2 separate regions of the Mus musculus genome follow, and region 1 is linked to region 2. A link is a contact called in public Hi-C data. All regions are on one chromosome and are shown on one strand. Each heading gives the region's core, a stretch centred on a gene start, on an enhancer-like site or on the middle of the called end of the contact. The rest is flanking DNA. Distances are from core to core; before and after follow the strand shown. Region 1 has its middle 93 kb from the start of Mbnl1. Region 2 has its middle 14 kb from the start of Gm24382.

Region 1 (4,374 bases), core at 385-2,884, 270 kb before region 2:
GATCTTTTATATTTGAGTTTAAATAATAATAAAAAAATCCTCTTCAGGCAGATTTGGAAAGTAATTTTAGAATGGCTTAATTTTCTTTTTATTAACAAAAACACAGACATAATTTGATTCATATTCCAGTTATGTTCTCTTGGCCACAATGTAGACTGAACATTATAATTTAAAAAGAAATTAAGATGATCCCTCAAAGTTTTCATAGTCATACTTGAAAACCCACACCTATGTAATGATGTCTGCAGTAGCCCACATGCTTCTTTTCATGTGAGCTGAAGTATGCATTACTACACAAACTAAAACTTCCCATAGCCATTACTAATTTTTATAGTTTGGACACAGTGGTATTCTTTTTCAACTTTTCTTACTTGGGTCAAAACTCTAAATAATTTACCTAATTGGAAATATAAGAAACTTAAAACATATGTACAGTCTCACTATATAAACTACTGGGCTTCGAAGGACTAAACTGCTCTCCAGACACTCAGTGAGTCCCATTTACAAAGAGCAATAACTTTGCAGGATAACAGTCATTTATTATTGTCATGATTTAGCCAGTGTCTGAGCATCTCAACTTTTCTTAAAGATTTTGGAGTTTTTAAAAATAAATTATAAATTATATATTGTCTTTGTAGTTCATTAACCAGAAAACAAAATGCATGATTACAAATCTGGTATTTCCATACTTGATAATTAACATAAAAAAATCCCATTTCTTACCAAGAAGTGAAAAAGGACTATCATGTTTCCAATTAAAGCTACATTTTAAAAATGCACTACATCCATGTATACAGCTGTGCATTCTGTAAATCATCTTAGATATCCTCAAGTGCTCTGTGTTGCTTTAGATTGATATTGGTGAACTGATCCTGTCAGCTGCTCTGGAACACAGCTGAGAACATGGGCCCTGCACTGCCCCTGTAACTTGTGATCTCACAACTTCTTTGGTGGGGAGCTGGCAAAAGGGATTGCTGTTACTATTCTATTTTAGCTTTTCAGTAAGTGCCAACAAACAAAATTATATTCCTTCCCTTTTATGGCTTTCTTCAAGGTCCTGGACAGCAGAGAAGGCATTTGTGAGGCAGGCAACATTACAGTTAGTGTTAAGTAGCTTATATTTTAACTGCAGGGAATTTGCAATCAGGTCTATACATATTTTGGTTCTTTCTCACAAAGTTACTTGAAAATAGGAAAGAAAAAAGAAGTGTGCTTTATCCCTATTTCTTTTGTTTTTCTTCTGAAATGAGATGACCTTTTAAGAACACCCAGGGAAAGTCTCCTAGTTTGGCAGAGACAGGAAGGACTGAGTCGGGTGGAGTGAAAACGAAAGTAGAGGCAGTCGACACATCTTATTTATATCAAATAATTTTGAAGCAGAAAAGAGAAGTTATTTTCTTTTTGTCACTGAGAGAGGTACTTTCAGCTTCTTCTAAAGGCAGACATGAACAGAGGCTTGGAAGGCATGCAGCCGCTGCTTGGAAAAATGCAAAGGTTTTTTTTTTTTTTTTTTTTTTTCTAGAGTCCTGGTAGCTTGCCACTAAAAACAGTTGCTGCTCCAAGACGTCTGTGGCTCATGCCAGACATTCTATCAACAAAGCAGAGCACTATGGCCTCAGACATGTGTGTGGACTTTTCATGAAGACAACAAAGTGATCTTTAAGATAAGCACGGAGAGCAGAGTCGTGCCACTTAGAACTGGATCAGGAGGGGTCAGCTGGGACCTCTCTGTTCCTGCTCTGATCATACATCCAAAGATCCACTGAAGGGGAGGGACAAGGGCAATCAGCCAATGCTGTGTTCATTTACAGGATTATCACGTTACCTTTCTGGTTACCTTTCTTCAGACGTTACATAAGTAATGTTCTTTAACACAGAAATAGACAGTTTCAGGGATGACAAGAGCTTCTGTTTGCTGGTTAGGTGAGTGAAGTTCACAAAAAGCAAATATGACTGCAATCATGAGCTGCCTGTGAGTAGAGACTTGAGAGAGAGATTTGTTTCATGAAGCAATAAAATATAGTTAAATATGTTTACTTTCAATGGTAAGGAAAGCTTCTGTCAATGTGTATTCCACTTTAGATCAGAAGCAATATTTTCCTCCTGAAAAAAAATACCTCCTTTATCATAGAAATATAAAGACATGAAAGTTTCTTTTATTCCTAAATTGGCTTAAAATATTTCTAGAAAATGGTTTCTGGGTTGAAGGGATGGTTCATTGGTTAAGAACACTTGTTGCTCTTGCCTAGGACCTGGGATTGGTTGCTAACATCCACGTGCCAGTTCACAAATGGCTCTGTAACTCCAGTGTCAGGTGATCTGATGTCCTCTTCTGATGTCCATAGTAGGCACTGTATTCACATGGTGCACACACTGAAAGCAAAAAACTCATACCTGTAAAAATATCTAAGAAGAGAGAGGAAGAGAGAAAGTGAGTGCTATTTCTATAAAGATAAAATGGCATGTCATTGTCATTGAATATTTCTATAGTAGCAATCAACAGCATGTAACTGAATCCAGTCTCTGTGTCAGAGCAGATCACAGTTTGGCCACTTTAAGTGATTCCCCCACTGAAAGCCCTCAGCTATACACTGGCTGTGCCTTTCCCCAGTTTCTAGGTTGAGAAGTATCTGTTTTGCAATCAGGTCTTCTCTCATTAGTCCTGTTTTTCTAGTAATGGCAACTGAAATAGATGCATGTGGTTCTTTCCCTAGGGGGATTATAAACACGTAAAAGAAGGAGGCATAGGTGTATGATGAAATATTGTGTAACCGTTGACTGCTATGTTGCTATTTTCTAATGGCAAAGGAAAAATTACATCATATGACTTGAAGTGAAACAAACATTTAGAAAACATTTTTAAGCATACAAGTCACACACACACACACACACACACACACACACACACACACACACACATATATATATATATATATATTACATGACTTATAGGATTTGGAGATTTATTTTCTTATTTTTCTTTTCCAAATAAGTGGCTACACTTTTTTTATAATCAGCAATCTGTGTAAGTAATTATGAATATTAAAACTAATTTCACAGAAAAACGTAACAATTGGATTTGTGAACCGTGATGAAGCTGTGTGTTTTCAGACCATGTAGCTTACCGAAAACTTGTTTTCTAAGGGGAAGCCGAGAAACAAAGGAAAGAGATTAGCAAGTAACACTCTTCACGTGTCTTTGCTTTCTCCAGAGAAATCTAAGGAAATAACAAGATACAGTTTGAATTTTAGATGTTTACCATGATAATGCTTATATTATGGACTCTTAAGACAAGGGAGTGAAAGGGTTTAGTTTTGAAAGGGTTTTTCTTGTTTTTGTTTTGTGTTTTGTTTTGTTTTGTTTTGTTTTTTTTTATATAGACAGAAATTAGAACTAGGTACAGGATTAATTTAAACACATTTTATTGTTCTCAGTTTTTCAGCAGAAGAAAGCCCACATACATATCAGGGAGCAAAATGGACATTGGAGTAAGAGTGGCCTCTTTAATTCCTAACTGCCACACTTACCAGATATGTCACAATGGCTAGCTCAGATCCTCATCATAAAAGGCTACACAATGCTGTTTTATAGGCAATAGTGAGGACAAATGAGAAATGCATTTAAAGCACTGATAGACTAGACCACGGCCCACAGTTGGCTAGCAATAAATACTGCTTTCCTTTTCTGTAACTGCAGCCTTGGGGACCTGATGCACTCAGCCGCTTTCTCCCAGGACTTTTATCTATGGCACAAGCATCCCGTAGATGGCAGGTTATACTTTCATTCTTAGGGCCAGATAGCCCTCCTCCTTTCTTCCACCTGTGGTTTGTTTCTTTCTTTGTACTTTTTGCGACCCCCACTATGAAATCAAACATATCCACTATGCTGAGTTTTCCACTCTATGGACTTCATACTTAGAGCATAGAGAACCTCAGATTTATAGGAAAGGATTCCGTTTTGGAAGCTAGGAAAGCAGAAAGGCAAGTGAATTCCATACTGGAGCTACGTTTATCATTCTACTTTTCTTCTTAACTTTTTTACTCTTCACACAGAGTATTCTCTGTCCCTGTTAGATTCTTTATGGCATGCTTTGTCTCACATTGCCACCATTCACCTGCGTTCTCTCTCTACTGCATCATCACTTACACACTCATTTTAGAAATTCCCGGGCCTTTGCACCATGTTACTGAATCACAGACCTAGCTCAGGGGTACAGCAAAATGTGTTTTATAGAATGTTTGGCAAATCTGTAGGGTTAAACAGTCAATGCTAGCAAGTTGTGGGCATACTTAGCTGTGTAACAACTCAGTGAATCCTAGCCTCTGTTCTTCTGTTTCATGTAAAGTTATCATTATAGCCACTCTCTCCGTGGCA
Region 2 (4,073 bases), core at 1,418-3,917:
GGAAATGTAGCTTTGAGTTTTCCTCCTTAGATGGATAATTCATACAAGATTCGGTGAAGATACCTTGAAATAAGCCCAGAGTTTTAGAAGCAGCTTCTCTTACTGTCTATGATACATGTTCCTTGGTAGTTCATATAGTTATGAATAGGTACATTTATTGAAGGCTTAAATTCAGCACTGTTTCACATGAGGTAATATTAAGTTAGAAAATGGATCTATTTGAACACTGGCAAGAACTCTTGAATGCTAGCCTACTTCTATGTGAGTTATGAATATACTTTATGTCTATTTTGCAGTAGATATAGTAGTAATAGTGGGGGGTGTTTTTGTATAATACAATAGTTACAGTGTTCACAGAAAAGCCACTCTTGGCATTCAGTCATGTGGCAACATCCACCATTACTTCTCTAGCAGATTCTACTCCCTTATATAGAAATTTGCATAGGAAGTATGTTACAGACTTCTTGGAGCTAACAAATAGCCAAAGCTAGACCAAGATTTCCCCTAAAAGTTTGGAAATAAAAACCACTTAAAACTTTAAAACTTATAAACAGACACTCATAAATGTGTGTGTGTTTATGCTTACCTATGTCATTTTCTTTCTACCTAATAAGTCTTTGTACACAATCAATTGAGATCCATTCTTCTTTGCTCTGATAAAGCCATATATGGTGCAGTAGATATGTGAATATAGGTTTCTAAAAACACATTTATCTTAATGCTACTAATGCTCTACTCTGTAATAGGGCTTAATTTGAATTGAATATTATTATAATATTTGTTTTGGCCAGCTTATACTGAACCATATTAAATGCCTATAATATACTGTATATATATAAAATACAGTATATATAATGTACTGTATATACAATATACTGTATATATATGTACAGAACATTTATATACATATACATTTGTGTGTGTGTGAAAAGTACACAGAGAATAAGGATATAATTTAATAAGCTTTCACAAAATAATCATAGTTTGCATTTTTTAAACAGAAAAATACCACATCTTAAATGTGTTCCCATAATTGCTTCCAGTCATCACTCTCTCATCCAAAGAAGACAGCATCTGGATTTTAATGCTGTAGGTTTATTTTGTCTGACTTTAAACTGTATCTGAATCAAATTATATGATTTGCACTCATGTTTTATCTATTTTATGCTACCTCTCTGAGGTCATTCTTGATGTTTTTATAAGAAGATAAAGAGAGAGGAAATATGTTTTGGTGGATGTGTGGTGAGGTGTCGGGAAGGTGGTACCTCAGCAGGCCCATGCTAAGGCATCTTTCCCCTCTCAGGGACCAGCCATGGGATGGTATAGTATAAAATAGTTTATTCAGGACATGAGGAGGGGACTTAATAGGGTAGTAGAGGCAGAGAAAGGGGGCGAAAGAGAGAGCAGAGGCCATAGAGAGAGGGGGTGAAGGGAATGGGGAGAGATGTGGGAGGGGGCAAGAGGAGAGAGTAGGAGCAAGAAGACAAGAGCAAGTGAGAGCAGAGGGGGCAAGCAGCCCCTTACCAAGCAGGTAAGCCATTGCCAGGTAACTGGGGGGTGGGGCTTAGACAAAATGCTAACAGTTCTTATTTATGTTTTTCTCACATATATTACTGCTTAGTATAAAATAATGATTTGGAGATTGTATATCATAACCACATGAATACTAAAGTAATAGCATTTAAAATTAACAAGGGGCATTGGCTCAAATCTCAGAGTATAAAATAGATTGAAGGAACTAAAAGAAAAGTTAGCTTATGCAGTTCTTTTAAACTCCTCTATCTTACAAAAAAAAAAAGACAACATATTCATTTCAAATAGCAAGCCCCTATTATTAATAATTTACCTGATTCCCAACTTACCTCATTTGTCTGGCTATCTTTTATTAGGGATGAACATATGAGGAGGGGCTTCTCTTTCCCTGTCTCTTATGCTCATATTATCTGGTTTATTTCTGGTTATGAGTCTTGGAGTTTCAGTCATCCTGTTGGGATATGAAATAATGACATGGAAATATAAAAATAATAAAATGGTCAGCTGGAATAGCATGGTAAGAGAAGCTTGTATTACACTTTCATGGTACTAAACCAACTTGTAGACTCATTGTTATTTAAAAACAGAAATTCTCTAATAAGTTAAAAACATCATAGACATTTTCAGTTACTACAACTGAAAAGCTTTGCTGGCATATTCCATCCAAATAATTAGATCAGAACAATAAAATTGATGAGCCCTACTGGGAATTATGGTGAATTTTACATTGAGTTTCTGAAAGTCAGCAAGATCCAACTAGGGAAATTCAGTGTCTAGTCCACAGAGGAGTGGCACAGTTACATTAGAATTTCTTTCAGCTTATGATGTCTTACAAGAATGTTCTGAATTTCTTGTCATTGTAGTGGGACTTAAGAAAACATCCAGCCACTTCATGACTGATCCTATGGTGAATGTCTGGAGCCAATGGGCTTTTGACAAGGTTGGTACATTGCCAGGGTCACAAAATGTCTCTCTACATCTTCTTTCCAGAAGGTAGACTACGGGTACTGTGATCTAAGATGATTTGCTGCCTGCTTACATAAGAATGTCCCAGATGTGTGGGGTGTGGAGGGAGGCCTAGACCAAGAGCAGTTCAAACTGTTCTCATCTTCAAGCTGGAACTGAAATTGACCACACCTTTATGTGTAGTTAATTATTGTTACTTGCACAGAAGGTCTCTTTATTTTACATGCATGGGCTTTTGACATTAGTCAGAATAAACAACTTTATGCTTAGTTCTCTGTTTTGTTAGTTAATAATTTTTAGGTTTTTTTGGAATTAACAATTATTAACATAATGATTGCATAATTGGCTGTATTTCTTGAGGACTGATGGACACTGTGAATCCTATCATGAAATAGGATGTCATACTGACAACTTATATCTCTTATGTTTATGAGGACATCATGTGCACTGTGGAGTTAAACAGTGAGATTGGAAAGGCTGCCCCATACTTTGTTGTTGATAATATGTGAGTTCAGGAATCACAAGAACAAATTTCATTAATTTTTCTTGTGCTCTTTAAGGGAGAACTAGTTATATACAGCTAAATTTCCAATTCTTAAATTTTTAGTTTTATCTTTCCATGTTATAGAAAGAAAATCAAGGATTTGGAGGTCTTAAAGAACAATCTTATAGCATTGTTAAGCTGCAAAATCTTTAGTTACAAGAATCTCTGCTTGTGATAAGTCTGGACTACTTTAGTAAACCCCATTCTCAAACTAAAAGTCAAAGTGTACCATGAAAATGATGTCAAATATTTCTCTGAAGTCCCAAAAAACAAGCTATTGAGTATTCAGTCTTCTTACAAACCACTCACTGTATACAGAAGGGAAGCACCATAAAAGCTGCAAACTGGTCTTTCTCAGGCATGCTTATGCTAAAACGGCAATATTTCAATACATTTAGGAAGATTTTAAAATAATAAAATAAAACTCTTAAGGAAATACATGTGTACAAATATGTACATTTCTAAAATGGATCCAAGAACTCAACGTGTTTGCTATCTTGTCTCCAGGTAGTTGTTTACATAGCAGGCAAGGCAGCTGCTGCCCAGCTTTGGCACCTAGACAGGAGTCATATTTCTGGAGGCACCAATTTATTTTGAATAAAGATCCAATGTCCTCTACACAGATAGGGTTTTCTTTAACGCCAACGGCATGCCTTTTTCTACTTACATTTCCTGGAAAATACATGCATATTTTGTAACCAGTCTATGAATAATGAAATGTCTCCTAATGAATGGCAGACTTCAGAAGGTTGAGAATTTTAACCTGGGTAAACAAGTACATGTTTGTATGTCTGTCTGGGTTTATGTGTGCTCACACTCCATTCCATAAACCATCTGACAAAAAGTCCTTTCTGCCACCCACCTCCCATATTTTATGGAGTGATGGAGGAGGGTAGTTCTTCACAAGAGTCTAGTTATGTGCTTCTGTCTTGAGACAGTGCAGGAAATTGTAGAAGCTAAAGCATGCATTCTCTCAAGATGTCCTTGCAGCAATAATATTTGTCTAGAAGAAGAAAGACTTTATTAATCT

What was found. Hi-C and Micro-C count contacts between places; a contact is called where the count stands out from the background.
Region 1: a contact with region 2 is called in a Hi-C map of liver, with 2.6 times the contacts expected there. The contact joins two enhancer-like sites. A contact is called at or near these places in 5 of 484 Hi-C or Micro-C datasets (the C2C12 cell line, the MC3T3-E1 cell line, liver and 1 more) and 3 of 115 datasets of contacts at active chromatin or transcription factors (fibro-adipogenic progenitors, heart atrium and large pre-B cells).

The regions. Positions count from the first base shown.
Region 1 is chr3:60,405,996-60,410,369 of GRCm38.p6, reverse strand. No RefSeq gene overlaps it. Among named protein-coding and RNA genes, the nearest start is that of Mbnl1, 93 kb to the left of the region's middle. Within about 2 kb of position 1,634, at least 225 of the 459 cell types and tissues checked have an H3K27ac peak or open chromatin away from gene starts, as enhancers often do. A contact at or near this core is called in liver, where this site is marked.
Region 2 is chr3:60,140,070-60,144,142 of GRCm38.p6, reverse strand. No RefSeq gene overlaps it. Among named protein-coding and RNA genes, the nearest start is that of Gm24382, 14 kb to the right of the region's middle. Within about 2 kb of position 2,667, at least 8 of the 459 cell types and tissues checked have an H3K27ac peak or open chromatin away from gene starts, as enhancers often do. A contact at or near this core is called in liver, where this site is marked.